Linked DNA regions of Sus scrofa: region 1 is linked to region 2. Evidence: chromatin contacts called from public HiChIP or PLAC-seq data. All regions are on one chromosome and are shown on one strand. The core of a region is the stretch at or near the end of the contact, and the rest is flanking DNA. Distances in the headings are between cores, read along the strand shown.

What was found. HiChIP or PLAC-seq counts read pairs in DNA pulled down with a chosen protein or histone mark.
Region 1: a contact with region 2 is called in an H3K27ac HiChIP or PLAC-seq map of skeletal muscle, with 6 times the contacts expected there. The contact joins two enhancer-like sites. A contact is called at or near these places in 1 of 47 Hi-C or Micro-C datasets (skeletal muscle) and 1 of 2 datasets of contacts at active chromatin or transcription factors (skeletal muscle).

Annotation. Positions count from the first base shown.
Region 1 is chr1:167,914,077-167,917,485 of Sscrofa11.1, reverse strand. No RefSeq gene overlaps it. Among named protein-coding and RNA genes, the nearest start is that of TLE3, 60 kb to the right of the region's middle. Within about 2 kb of position 2,120, at least 17 of the 83 cell types and tissues checked have an H3K27ac peak or open chromatin away from gene starts, as enhancers often do. A contact at or near this core is called in skeletal muscle, where this site is marked.
Region 2 is chr1:167,544,672-167,548,219 of Sscrofa11.1, reverse strand. No RefSeq gene overlaps it. Among named protein-coding and RNA genes, the nearest start is that of RPLP1, 250 kb to the right of the region's middle. Within about 2 kb of position 1,874, at least 5 of the 83 cell types and tissues checked have an H3K27ac peak or open chromatin away from gene starts, as enhancers often do. A contact at or near this core is called in skeletal muscle, where this site is marked.

The DNA of each region.
Region 1 (3,409 bases), core at 871-3,370, 370 kb before region 2:
AGAACAGACAGAGCCAGGTGAACAGGGGAGGGATAATAGAAGAGGTCCTGAGCTCATGGAAGGATGATGGAGGGAGCAAGAAAACTGGTGGGCTCCCCCTCCACAATGTTGGTGGCCTGAACCTCCTGGCCTAGAATGCCTCCCCTTCTACTAGCCTGGTTTCCATGTTTCAAACTCCTAAAGGGGCTCTCCCATTCCGTCCATACCCTTGACGAGGGTGGGGACCAGAGCAGACTGCCTTAGGTGGGAAGCTTGTGGTAGCAGCACAGTCTCAGGAGCCTAGAGGGAGCTGAGTTCCAGTCCCACCCCTGCCGTGAACATGCTGTGTGACCTTCTATTGGATGACAGACAGCCGTAGCCCCAGGGCCTCCCCTACAAGCCATGGGGCATCACAAGATGAAGCTAGGGACAGATCTACACCAACTCTGTGCTGTGCCCCCATCCCTTCCAGCTCCTGCTGACCTCCGCAGCCTCTTCCCCAGAGCTAAGGCACGCAACCCAGTTCATGCCTCTGGCACTCCAGGCTGTCTCTGCAGCTTCTATCTCTTTGATGCGTCATACTTTCCCATAGCCAGAAGGGCCTTTGAGATCACCTAGTTAACCCTCTCAGTTTTCTTTAAGTTTTTTTGTTTGTTTTGTTTTGGCCGCACCTGCCACATAGGGAAGTTCCCAGGCCAGGGATTGAACTCATGCCTCCATGGAGACCCAAGCCACTGCAGTCGGATACTTAACCCACTGTACCAAAATGGGAATGCCTACCATCTTTTTTTTTTTTTTCCTGGTCTTTTTTAGGGCCACAACCACAGCATATGGAGGTTCCCAGGCTAGGAGTCAAATCACAGCTGTAGCCACTGGCCTATGCCACAACCATGCCAGATCTGAGCTGCGTCTGTGACCTACACCATAGCTCGTAGCAACGCCGGATCCTTAACCCACTGAGTGAGTCCAAGGATCAAAACTGCATCCTCATGGATACTAGTCAGATTCATTTCTGATGAGCCATGATAGGAACGCCTACCCTCTCATTTTTTAATGAGGAAACTGTGGCCCAGGAACGGAAAGGGACTTCCTCTAAGTCACAGGTAGATGTCCTGACTGACAGCCCATGCCCTGCCCGTCTCTCTGCCTCTGAGGAAGCCCCACCCTCAATCTATAGAATACAAATACTGCATCAAACAATATAATAATTCTTGGTGAGAAGTATTAAAAAAAAAAAAAATAGTATCCTTTCCTCCCGCCAAACAGAGCCCTATCTTAACACCCATGACGCAGCAAACAAATTATGGGAATGCAGCCCCCTTTGGGCCTCACAGCTGGGTGCCTCATGCAGTAAACAACCTGCACAGCCTTACCCAGAGGTCTGGGCCCATGCCTAGTAGCAGGGATTGCTGTTAACCTTGGCCAGCCCCAGATCACAGACCCATGTGGAGACATCAGAGACTACTCAGCTCACAGGTCATCCTTACCAAGCAGGAGTACATGCTCAGCATCATACCGGAAATCTAGATTTTGGAAACCTATAGTGTGCAAATGTTGGCAAGGGATTCCTTTTTTTAAAAAATGCAGTGCAGGCTGATTCTGTGCAGACCACAAGGACAAGTCTGTGGGCCAACAGAGTTTTGCCATTCAACTCCTCCAAACCCCTCAGGAAACAGATGTGAGATGACAGAGAAGTGACTTGTCCAAGGTGACACCTCGAGCCGGTGACAGGCTGTCTTCCAGCCTTCCCCGAGGCCTGTGACCCACACTGCGCCTGCACTTCACAAGTCAGCCCGAATTGCACACACACCTCCCGACCTGGCCCCGTCCCCAGCTGATATTTTTACCAAATGTCACAGCAGTTTGCAGGAAGGCCCAGGGTCTGGCGTGAGCCAGTAAATTATGATTGCTTGCCAGGGAGCTGTAAACAGGATTCTGATTAATGAATTCCTTAATGGTTGGGCCTGAGTGCCGACGTTGTCTGAGTGTCACCCTGGGCAGACACACAAGGAAGAGTTGGCTGGTGGGGGGTGGGGGGGAAGATTTGTGTCATGTTTTTGCCTCGGAAAGGGAAGGCTAAACCTGCTGGCGCCCAGCGCCTGAATAACCACTCCTCCCTCCTCCTAATCGTGCGCCTGCCCCATCTGAGTTCACGCCAGCTGACGTGTGCATAAGACCAGCGAGAGAGATGATGGATCCTCGGGTGAAAATAGAATTGGCTGGCCTCCACAGTGATCTCAAGAAACTTGAACATGCCCTTATCTGAATCCAAACAAAGAGCCGAGAAGCCTTCTTCCTGACGCTGACTGCCTTGCATCTGGCGGGACCCCCGAGACCTGAGCAGGAAGCTCTGGCTCAAGTCCTCTCTTGTTGAAGATGGGAAACCCGGGCAGCAGGAGCCAGACTCAAACCTGTCCAGAACCCCCAAGGATCTGAGAAGAAAGCAAACATGGGAGAGTCACTGATGAAGGGATGGTCCCACTGTGTGACCTTGGACCAGTCTCCTGACCACTCTGGACCTTGTGTTCTGCTCTGCGAAATGAAAGACCCGGAACACGTGATTCACTCAGTTCTCTGTGCTGGGGCAGGTGAGGGCAAAGCTAAGGCCAAAGAGGGGTGACAAGTAATCCACACAAGTGGCTACTTCCTGTCCCATCCCCAAGGCCAAAGTCACTGGTCAACCTGGCTTTCCTTGCCACTGAGTGGGGAGTAGCCTCACAGGCTTTTTCTGTGCAGGACTCAGGGTTGCTGCCACCAATCAGTCTCGGGCAGAAAGTATGAGAAAAGTGGTTTGCCCTCCCTGAACTGGAATATCTGTCTTCTTTGCTTTAGCCTAAGTGTGGCAGCTTGTGTGATGGAGAGAGCACTGGACTGGGAGTCAAGAGACCCAGAGAACTGTCAAGGCTCTGCAGTTAGCTCCCTTGGGTGGGATGTCCTGGAGTTTCGTCAGTCTTTTCTTGCTCGGGGTTCATGGACCAGTAAAAGCAGTGTCATCTAATTATAGTATCAGTGGGCATTCATGTATCAGGCACTGTGCAAACACTTTAGTGCATTTTCTCATGTCATCGTAATCCCTGACAAGAGAGGATTGCTGTTGTCCCATTTCGTGGGGAAGGAAATTGAGATTCAGACAGATTAAGTAAAAAAGCCCAAGTTCACAACTAGTAAGCATCCCAGTGGTCAAACCCAGGCATCATGTGACACATTAAATATGCCCATAAAGTCTTTGAGGCCCCTCCCATCAAGGAATGGAATTCCTGCCCCCGCCCCTTGAATCTGGAGTCACTGTGACTAACAGAATGTGACAAAAGGGATATTGTGTAAGTTCTGCAGCCCAGGCCTCATAAGACCTCACAGCTGCCAGTTTTGCCCCTTGGTCTATCCTGAGCATGAAGGACACTTGGAGGAGAACCACGGCTCTCCTGTGAAC
Region 2 (3,548 bases), core at 625-3,124:
GCAAGCCAGACACACAAAAGTGTTCTCATGTACATTTAGGAAACAACAACAATTTAAGAGCCCATTGGACTCCATTCTGTAGGACTTATCAGAACCATTCATATGCTGCTGTGCTTGGTGGTCTCCCAGTAAGAGATAAAACACACAATATTTTCCAGACTTATTGGACCACAGATTTATTTTTCCTTGTAGTGTGAGAGGCCTGGGTGCCACCATGCCACATTTCGGGAAATGTGGCTGCAGACGCCACTTGTTTCTTGGGAGGTGGCGTGGTGGATTGGCAAGATGAAAGGCTTAGTTTTACCATGTAAGGGGGTCAGGTGACCTTGGACAAATTCCTAAGCCTCAGTTTCCCATCTCCCCAAGAAGGGGGATAATATGCTGATCTCTGTTGATGTGAGGATAAAATGAGGATGTAGATGCACACAGCAGATCTTTCCAAGCAAGTTAGCTATGATGCAAGTGTAAAACCCTGTACAGCAAAAGATGTACGTGATGTGGGATTTGCATGAAAAGATCAATAGAAAAGTAACTTTTCACATGAACAAAGGATTCTCTGAGTCACAAAGGGACCCTTAAGATTTCTCTAAGTTGCCAATCCTGGCTGGCCTCTCCCTGACAGGCTGATGTAAAAGAGAGCACACGGTAAAATACTTTGCCCTATCAGAAATATGTCTATTTACAAAACGAAACTGAGGAGTGGAATTGTGTGAGTTCACCCTGCTGCTCATCAAGGTCCTTTTAGAGTCTCTGGACAAGAGGCCAGATGAGCCCCACAGGTAATTAAGGCCCCAGGCCTTCAACTTCTCTGTTCGTGTTTTCCTCTCACAGTCACCCTGGGTGAGCTCCTCACAGACTCATCCCCACATGCCCAGGCCGAGTGCATACCAATCTCCAGCTGCCTGGGTTTGGCTCTTCCTTCCTTGTTGGTTTCTCCCCAATGATCTGTTCTGCCCATGGTCTTTAGGGATAGAACTAAAGATCTATTCCCCAGGCTTGCTTTCTGGAGGTAGGTGTGGCCATGAGACAAAGTTCTACCAATAATATATGAGGGAATGAGGCAGGTGCAAATTCTATGTCATGCCTGTCCTTAGTGGAGATGGCATTTTCTCTGCTTCCTCTTTTCTTCTTTCTGTAGATGGGACTCATGTTATGAGGGCAGGTGCTGGAGCAGCTATCTTGGACCATAGCATAAAAATTAATAGAGAAGGACAGAGCAGTAAGACACATGGGTCCTGGGTCTTCAAAACTATGAAACTGTCATATTAGCTCTGGACTGCTTAAGTTATTGCTGTTACATAAGGAGAAATAAACTTCCATTGTGTTTAAGCCATCGTTATTTGGCCTTTAGTTACAGCAGCTGAACTCCTTTACTTTGCTTAGCTACTTCTAACCATCCTTCAAAACCTACCCAAAGGCCACCTCCCCCGGGAAGCATCCCTTGATTATACCTGTGATACCTTACCTCACATACCACATTGCCCAACCCAAATCTTGACACACTAAATTCTATTTTATTTAGTGTCATTCGTTCCAGTGTAGAGTGTGGCACACCTCAGGAAGCAAGGAAAGACAGTTAAGGAGTTGGGTTATATGACCTTAACTGGTTCACGATCGGTTTGGCATCCTTTGCCAGCGTAGTACCTTTCAGACAGGGCTGTACTCCGCTGTAGGGCAAGGCTGGGTCACAGACCTCTGTCACCACCATTCACAGAGTAGAACACTCAACTGAGACTCAGGGGCTTTGCTTCCATGTTGTGAAAAGAAACTGATGGGAAATAAGGCCAGCCAAGGTGGGGTGTGGTAGGGGACAGTCCCGGTGCTGAGCCCTTAAATACAACCTGATGTCAGAGAACGCTGTGACATGTAACCTGAGAAAGGTCCTGCTATAATCGGATTCTTCCGACATGGAAAAATAAGGCAGGCTGACTGCCGCCACCACGGAGAGGTGACAAATGTTTGACCTCGGGTGTGAGGATGACTGATTCTGTGCTGTCATGGGGAGAAACGCACACCTGTTCCTGCTGGAATACAGTCAACCCTGACCAGCCACCCTCGGATAGACCAGCTGGAGCCCTAGAAAAAAAAATGCATCACGGTGGCTGTTACACAGCAAAGCTACTGAGCAGCTGCCCAAGCTGGACTAGTCTGCCTCACGAGGTAGTGAGCTCCTTGACCCTACAAGTAATCAAGCCAGATGACCACTGGCAGTAATAATTTAAGGAGATTCCAGCCTCATGTTGGAGAAGGAGATTACACTGAATGGCCTGAGGCTTTATAAGAGTCTGATTTCTCAAATTACAGTGTAGCTCTCCTCTCAACACTCTCCCTGAAAGGCAGATAGATAACCCTGTGAACAGAAATGGACAAGCAAGGTTGACCCATGGCTGTGAGGGAGCTAGGTTTAGATCTTGGGGTCTATTCCAGTCTGTGGTTGTGTCCCATCTTCTGTGTGCATGAGCAGCCTGGGTCAAGTCAGTTGACCTCTCTGAGCCTCAGTTTCTTCCTCTGTGAAATGAGGATAATACCAAATCCTTCATGACCTTAAAAGGATGACAAGATTAATGTCTGGCCCATGATCAGTGCTTGAAAACGAAGCAGGAGCCCTGATGATCCCGGCCAGGATCTCAGTTCTAACATGACTTCTTTAGGAACGCTGTCCCTGACCACACTCCCCCGAAGGGAGAAGCAAGCTATCCTAATACGTACCCCTAGCATCATATCTTCTCACACTTTATGGGACCATGAATTGTTATGACTTTCCAATTTTGACAAACTGGGATTTTGCTGGTCGGTGTTCCTAGCCACAGACACATAATCCACTCAGCTAGTTTAACCAGGAAGGGATTTGTGGAGGAAAATAGAGCTTGGGGAATCACCTGGGGAGTGGAAGTGACATTCTTAGGCTGGGCTTCCAGGGGTGAGTCCCAAAAGCACAGCCCAGAACTGGCTTCCAGTGGAACTGCTGCCTCTGCCTCGGATCAGAGGGCTCCAGAGCAGGAACAGCTGTCCTGACTCATGGCTCCAGAACCACGCCGCTTCTACCCAGATCTGTGCTGGCAAAACCGGAGCTCCAAGCTCCCTGCCTTCCCCCATGTGACTCAGCTTTGACTCGCACTCCCAGCAGCTCACCCCATTAACAGAGCCCAAACCACACCAAGAATCCATACTGTAAGGGAGTCATGGTTTTTCGCTGTCCGCTATCTAGACTTACTAGAAGGAGGTGGAATATGTTTTAAACTAGCAGTAGACCAAATTGAGACCCCTGATAATAGTCAACCCCCTGTCATGGGGGAATGAAGTAGGAGTATGGGATTAATAGATACACATCACTGAATATAAAATAAACAACAAGGACCTATGGTAGAGCACAGGGAACTATGTTCAATACCTTGTAATAACCCACGATGGAAAAGAATCTGAAGCTGCACACCTGAAACTAACACAACATTGTAAGACCACCATAGTTTAATAAAGGTTTATAAAAAATGTTCAACCCTTTGACTCTAGCAGATGCTCTCCTGGGAATCCACATGAAGGAAATCGTG